2 separate regions of the Gossypium hirsutum genome follow, and region 2 is linked to region 1. Evidence: chromatin contacts called from public Hi-C data. All regions are on one chromosome and are shown on one strand. Each heading gives the region's core, a stretch centred on a gene start, on an enhancer-like site or on the middle of the called end of the contact. The rest is flanking DNA. Distances are from core to core; before and after follow the strand shown.

Region 1 (3,909 bases), core at 284-2,783:
TATATTATGTTATCTTTACATATTATGTAATTTATAACACATAAAAATTAAAATTATTAGATACTACTATAATATAAACATAAAAAAAAGTTAAGATGACTATATATAAAAATCTAATAAATAATTTAATATATTATTAAATATTAAATTAAAATAATATAAATATATATCTTTAAAATTTTTAAAACAATATGAACGAGCCTTAAACAGGTTCGAATTAGTTATTTATAAATGTGAACAGATTTAGATAAAATTTTAGACTCACATTTTAAATCATGCTAGATTTAAACAAACATAAAAAAATATTAATACTAAACCCGACTTGAACAAACTTATGAACAGAGGAAAAGGAAATTCCTACAGTATACTCTATAAAACAACAACGAAAAAATGCTGTTTCAGTTGAGTATATAAATTATTTATATAAAAAAAAACATTAGCACATGAAAGATTCTAATAATGTTTTACAATGTGGCAATCCTCCCATCAATTGAGGGAATATAGACACATGTCCTGATGTTGTCACAAAATTTGACGGAAAGTCGGTAAGCACTAACATGCTTTTCGCCTCCCAATCTCATTTGTCCCTCCTCATTATTCCCACCTCCAACGCCTTTCTTTTCGACGGAGTCGAAATTACGTGTTTTTATATTAGTAATAATATTAATATTAATTAAATTAAAATTAAACTAATTTTTTTAATTTAAATATTATAGATAAACAAGATAATATTAAAAGAAAGTACCTTTATTTAAATGTTCCATTTAGTTTAATTCTAAATTTAATTTAAGTTTAGTTAGTTATTGAAAATTATTTTAAAAAAATAGTTTCATAAATATCAAATTATGTGTCTAACTAGATGTACTCATGGCTTGGCCCAACTAAAAATTTAGACCTATTTCTTAAGCCTGGTCTGATTCAAAAAATAGATTTAAAATTTTATTCAAACTTAGCCTAAATAAAAATATTAAAATTTAGGCTCAGCCCGGCTAGATAGTATTTTTTTTAATATTTTAAATATATATAATATATTAAAAATACTAAAAATTATTAAAATAAATATTTTTCGACAAATTAAAAATAAATTTTAAAAAAAATATGTATACTTAAATAATACTAAGATAGATGCAACTTAATAAGTAAATGTCTCTAAAATAATAACAAAATTAACAATAAAATAAGTATTATACAATATCTAAATAATAACAACAAAATAGTAGTAAGATAATAGTAAAATGGTAATAAAATAAAAAGAAAACAACAAGAAAATAACATTAAAATAACAAAAAATAACAATTTTTTTGTCTAAACTTATTTTACAGACTTATATTTTTATCTAAACTCTCCTACTGTTCGAACGGGCCGAACAGCCTGGTCCATGAGCAGGTGTATGTCTAAGTTAATAAAAATATTGTTATAAATATATTTTTAACTGGATTATATTTGGTGATTGTATAGATGTATTAACAGTTGAGGGTATTTGAGTCATTATATTACTGATATTATAAGAAAAAAAATTCAGGTAATAGTTAATCAGCATAGTAATAAATAATGGGGGGCCTTCTGGGAGATTCTTAAACTTTACTCTTTGCAGTTGCAGTGCACACACATTTGTTGTTAGTGAGAGAAGTTTCACGGTTTCCCTGTGTTTAGGATCAGAACAAGCCAAGCCTCCAACCCCAAATGAGCAAATGAAATATCATTGCAGGAGGAGACCACAAGAGAGAAAAATGTCAGTCCCAACCAGCGTGTCACCACCATTGCTTGTTAGTGTAGCTGTGATGACGGTGATGTTTTCAGGGCTGGTTTCAGTGGCTGAATCTGCAATAGGGGTGAACTGGGGTACAATTTCATTCCACAAGCTGAAGCCATCCACGGTGGTGGATCTGTTGAAGGACAACAAGATTCAAAAAGTGAAGCTTTTTGAAGCTGACCCATTGGTGCTAAGAGCTTTGATGGGGAGTGGGATTCAGGTCATGGTTGGGATACCCAATGAGATGTTGGCTGCTCTCAGCTCTTCCCCTGCTGATGCTGATTTGTGGGTTCGCCAAAATGTATCTGCTTATGTTGGCAAAGGTGGTGCTGATATCAGGTAATTAAACAAGTTCACTCCCCCCCCCTTTATTTGGCCTTTGATTTTGTTTTTGCTTTGGTAGATTCACCTTCACATGAACTACATTCAAAGAATATATGAATAAGGATCTCTTAGGTGAATCCATATATGTTATGATTTCTTTCTTTTCCAAACTTTTCTGACCACTACACTGTTAGGCTTACAAAAAATTGTAGAATGATTTTAGTACCTCATTGACAAGATCACTCTAAGTTAGAAGTGATATGCCTTACTATGTTTAAAGTCTTTAAGGGATCTACCAAAAAAAATGGGGGGAGAGGGGGGTTTTTTGTGGGAATAATCTGATATGTAAGTAGCATATGTCATCATTTAGAGTGTGCTTGGTTATAGTGATGGAAACTGATCGTTTAAATTCAGGTCATATATGCTTAAAAGGTTCCTGGCATTAGTTTGTTGATCTTAGCAGCAGTTAATTATATTAGCACTCTCTAGTAGCTGCCTCTTTCGGATTTGTTTTTGACCAATCAGCATCCCCAGTATGGATTTCTTATAGGCTTATGCAGCGGCACACTACCGTACAACCTCAACGGTTTTACTATTCCCCATAGAAAGCTGCTTGAACAACAGTTCATACTTCTAACCTACGCAACATCATTGATTTGATGGTATAAAAAAATTTATCTCCTTGACAGGTTATATCATTAATGCCATTCTGATATTTGGATTACAATGTCTTTTTTGTTACCGTGTTCACTGTCTAAGTGGTTGTCGATTTAGTCTCAAAACAACGTGTCTAGGGAAAACTGGTTTCCATAGATTAAGGTTTTCCTCTGCTTAAGTAGTGCTGATGGTCAAGAAGTTTAAATCCATTATCTGCATAGGCATTTGTATGGGAAAGTTGGGTGAGCTGGTCTTTGGGCGAGTTGAATGAACACCTATTACCCAACACGTAGTAATTCCTGAACCATATCTTTTTCACCAAGGGACTGTAAAAAAGAGAAACAGGCAGGATTTTGATGCATCTATTGCTATGAAATTAACCTAATTTTTATGAAAGCATGGTAAGAAATTGAAGTCGTTTGTTTCTGTAAATATCTTATGCGCTAGTGCAAGTCACATTTCCTGAAGTTAATTAATTCTGGCTGTACTGACAGGTTTATTGCTGTCGGAAATGAACCTTTCCTTACAAGTTACAACGGTCAATTTCAGTCCTATGTAATCCCTGCTATGGCGAATTTGCAGCAGTCTCTGGTCAGAGCAAATCTTGCTGGATACATAAAGTTGGTAGTTCCTTGTAATGCTGATGCCTACGAAGGCAATGTTCCTTCTCAAGGGGCATTTCGATCGGAACTGACTCAAATTATGACTCAACTTGTTTCTTTCCTAAACTCAAATGGTTCTCCATTTGTTGTTAATATATACCCATTTCTAAGCCTCTATGGGAACTCGGAATTTCCACAAGACTATGCATTTTTGAGGGTACTACACATCCTGTTATAGATGGTGCAAACACTTACACCAATGCATTTGATGGAAATTATGACACATTAATTGCGGCCCTCAGTAAAATGGGATACGGGCAGATGCCCATAGTTATTGGGGAAGTGGGCTGGCCTACAGATGGTGCGGTCGGTGCTAATCTCACTGCTGCTGAGGTTTTCAACCAAGGCCTCATTAAGCATGTGTTAAGCAACAAAGGAACCCCTCTAAGGCCGGCTGTTCCACCCATGGATGTTTATCTTTTCAGTTTACTTGATGAAGGGGCAAAGAGCACCCTTCCAGGGAACTTTGAAAGGCACTGGGGAATTTTCTCCTTTGATGGCCAGGCTAAATAC
Region 2 (4,011 bases), core at 1,390-3,889, 180 kb after region 1:
TCAAACCCAGGCCACACTTGGGGCGGTGAACATCTCTTAAATAAACATAACTATTTAAGTAATAGTGCTTGAATAGTTATAATTTTTTGTCAAAAAATCAAGTGATATAACTCTTAATATTTAAGAGACTTAATTTATTATTATGAATATTCATAACTATTGAGCAATAACCAGAATATATATGTTTTGATTAATTACACTCTTTTATTTATAGTTATTGGAACACTATATCTAATATTTTTATGGTGTAAGGACACCCAAGTCAAAGACCACTTGGACCATAAAGGAGGATATATAAGACACTAACCAAGGGCCTTAATCTTTAATGAAGCAAAGTCCAATGGATTCATGAGAACATCCAAGTGCACTACTGTTTGAAAGGCTTCTATCATACTTGAGGCAATACATGAAGGAATCTCTACTGTTAAGCAATCTAAACTTCGAAAAGGTAACATCTAAGTTTGAGTCTCTTAGAATGTTAGAAGATTAAAGCTTGTCCGTCTTCTATGAAAAATTATGTGACATAGTTAACCAAGCTATTGTCTTTGGTGAAGAGTACTCGAATGAGAAGTTGGTAAAGAAAGTATTTAGATCACTCCTTGAACAATTCTCCATTAAAGTGACTACCACAGAGGGGGTTAAATATATTTGTCGCGACCGATTTTCTATTAAAAATTAAAAATCGGCTTGATGAATAATTGAAAAACATATGAAAATTTTGGTAAGTTTTATTTAAAAAACAGAGTTGCCCCTGTCAATCACCTATAAAATCACCTTTATAAAAGAAATTTAAAAATCCTTTTAAAAAGACTTTGAGTCTTTTTTTAAGTCTAGAAAAAAAATTCGAGTAAGAAAGATTTTAACACACTCGAAAATTGCTCTTATTAAACACAAATTATCTTAAATTTCAAAACTATGAGCTCAAATTCGATATTTAAACGTAATCCAATGAGATGAAAATTTATTTATATGCATTTCCTAGAGTAAATCACATTTTATTTAAAAACAATAATATCTCTGAATATTTTTCGATTAATATAGAAATATCAAATTTTATTTGAGAGATGAAAAAATGATTTACTTATTTTATTTTTAAAAAGTGTTCCACTTTTAATAAAGATCAATGAAATCTCACTAAACATAAAAATGGGTTCATAATTTATGTTAAATTAAGATATTACCTTATACACTAAAACTCATTTAAAAATATTTCATAAATGCACATAATTATGATCATGAAAAAGTAACAATAAAATACTAATAACAATGACAACAAAATAACTATAAATACAAACAAAAAAAAAGCCACCAATAATAACAAGAATAAGTATTTCAAATGATTAATTTATAAGATGTTAAAAAGTCATGGAACGTGAAACATTACAGATAACAGTATTTGTGAATAATATCCCGGCAAGCATGCACTGGAAAGGATTATGGGCATTATTTTGATTCCATGGAAACGTGAAAGATGCTTTTATTCTGAACAAGAAAAGCAAAAATGGACCGAGGTTTGGATTTGTGAGGTTTTCAAGCATAATGGATGCACAAAGGGCATTAGAAAGGCTCAGTGGTTTTGTCATTCTAGGGTACAAAATTGTGGTGAAAATGGCTAGATTCAAAGGGAGAAGGATGATATGGAGGAAAAGGAATACTTAAACAATACCAATCAGTAATAAGGAGATAAATCGAAAAGGAAAGGAGAAAATTAAAAGCGAGAAAGGAGAAACATCTAGTAATTCAAAGGATAAACAGTTAAAGATAAGGAATTGTTTTGGAATAGAGGGGAACCAAATAAGAGTAGTGCAAGGTTTTGTGGAAGAAGAAATACTATGGAAATTTCAACGATGTTTGGTGGAGGAATCACCGAGCTTATGCGACACAAAAAGTATGGCTGAAAGATTGGCTAAATTTGGCCTTAGGGAGATATCTGTCAAGAGAATTCAAGGAAGATTTTTTCTAATAGAAGTATCAGATGATGAGTTTATGGAACTTTTGAAGCAAAATGATTGGGCTTATTTGAAGGAATGCTTTAAAAAAATTGAACCATGGTTCGGAAAAGAGATTATTAACAGAGAGGGTGGCATGGATCAACGTTGTAGGAATCCCATTACATTGCTGGAATTACGAGACTTTTAAAAGAGTGGCAGATCTCTAGGGAAAGATGATATCAATGGGAGAAAATTGGAATTATACAAGCAGTTTTGAGAGGATAAAGATGCTGATATCGATCAACAAGCCATATCAGATAAGATGAGTTTATAATTATGGAGGTCGAAGATGGAAAGTTTTCGATCAGGATCAAAGAAAGAGGATTGATAGAATTGAAAAATGAGAATCCAATGAAAGCAAAAGGGATAGCCGGAGGAAGAGGAAGGAGAAACACTGGAAGTCGGGTCGGAGACTAGATCAAAATCAGAACAATTTCTGAAGGTTAGTCGAAACGACGTGGTGGATGTTATAAATGCAATCAGTATCGGAGAAGGTGAAATAGAAAAAGAGGGTAAGAGATTGTCGGTAGTAGAAATAATGGTAGGAGAAAATTTAATTGGGTGTAAAGAAATAGTATCTGTTGGGGTTGAAGAATATGGTGGAGAACTGGATATGGCTAAGGAGGATATGATAAATATGGGCCTGCTAATTCAAGTGGACCCGAAAGAGGGGCTTGCCCAGCAAAAGAGTATGGATCTGAGAGTGGTTCAAATGGTGAAGAAAGGCAGATCCTAAGGAAAGTTAACAGTCCAAGTTTTAAAGAAAGAGGACACAATATTATAGAAGTTGGGAGTTTAGAGGAAATGGAAGTAAGATTTAGAATAGAAGAGGAAATTTTTCAAATAACTCAAAAGAGAAGGGAAAAAAGACGTTGAATAAAAGGATCCGATTTATGCGAGAAATTCAGGATGGTGTTCTGTCGACAAAAGAAAAACAGAAGAGGGATACAAGGGAGAAGAAAGAAAAAAGAAAGCTGTTAACAAGGTTTGAAGAAACAACGACAAATATTTCGTTGTCCAATTCAGATATTAGTAATCGTAGAAGGGTAATCTTAAAGGAGGAAAAGAAGACTTGGGAAATAGGGAAGAAGTTAGGTTTCAGTGTGAGGGGGGATAAGGAAGAAGTAATTGATGAAATTAGGAGATTAGAGAGGCAGTAGAGGGAGGAAGACAGAGGAAAAAGATGCATTAAAAACATGATTTCAAGTGAGTTTTTCTGACTTTGGAATTCTTGCTTCTGAAATTGTAGTTCTTCATAGAATAGATTAGTGTCATGAGAACTGTTTCATGAAATATAAGGGGGTTGGGGTCGGAGGTGAAAATGAAATCTTGCAAAAGATTAATTCGCTTGTCAAGGGTGAACGTTTGTTTTCTACAGGAAACAAAATTAGAATTGGTGATTATGGATTTAGTAAGGAAAATATGGGGGATGATAATTTTGAATTTAGGTTTGCTGCAACAATAGGGAGGTTGGGAGGGTTGTTGACAATATGGGATTAAGACGGTTTCAAATTATCCAAAGAGTAGAGTGACAACAGATTGATTGTTATCGATGGAAAATGGGTACATGAGGAAATAGAAGCGGTGGTGATAAATGTATATGCTCCAAACAATGTGTCCAAGCAGAGAACTCTATGGGGGTGTTGAGAAATTTGAGAAACCAGTTTACAAGTCCATGGATTATAGGAGGAGACTTTAATGTGGTGTGATGTAGAAGTGGAAAAAGTAATTGTATGCGAACAGAGAAGGGATCTAGAGAGTTTGATAGCTTTATCCATAATTGTAAACTCATTGACTTGCCATTGTTGGGAAAGAAATTCACATGATATGGCCCAGATAATAAAAGGCGCAGACTTGACAGATTTTTATTGGAAGAATTCTAGTTGATTCAGATTAAGGACTTACAATAGAAGGAGTTAAAGAGATCTATTTCAAATCATATACCTATTCTGCTAGCAGATGAAGAAGTAGATTGGGGACCTAGGCCATTCGAGTTTATCAATGCATGGCTTAAGAAAAA

What was found. A called contact is a pair of places that touch in the nucleus more often than the background predicts.
Region 2: a contact with region 1 is called in a Hi-C map of leaf, with 2.1 times the contacts expected there. The contact joins the enhancer-like site here to the promoter of LOC107959647 in region 1. A contact is called at or near these places in 2 of 34 Hi-C or Micro-C datasets (both in leaf).

The regions. Positions count from the first base shown.
Region 1 is chrA05:104,006,143-104,010,051 of Gossypium_hirsutum_v2.1, forward strand. It overlaps LOC107959647 (glucan endo-1,3-beta-glucosidase 5), which reads left to right and starts at 1,534. Exons shown (of 3, transcript XM_016895740.2): 1 at 1,534-2,092; 2 at 3,229-3,542; 3 at 3,545-3,909. The coding sequence starts at 1,692.
Region 2 is chrA05:104,180,037-104,184,047 of Gossypium_hirsutum_v2.1, forward strand. No RefSeq gene overlaps it. Among protein-coding and RNA genes, the nearest start is that of LOC121229735, 11 kb to the right of the region's middle. Within about 2 kb of position 2,640, at least 7 of the 9 cell types and tissues checked have an H3K27ac peak or open chromatin away from gene starts, as enhancers often do. A contact at or near this core is called in leaf, where this site is marked.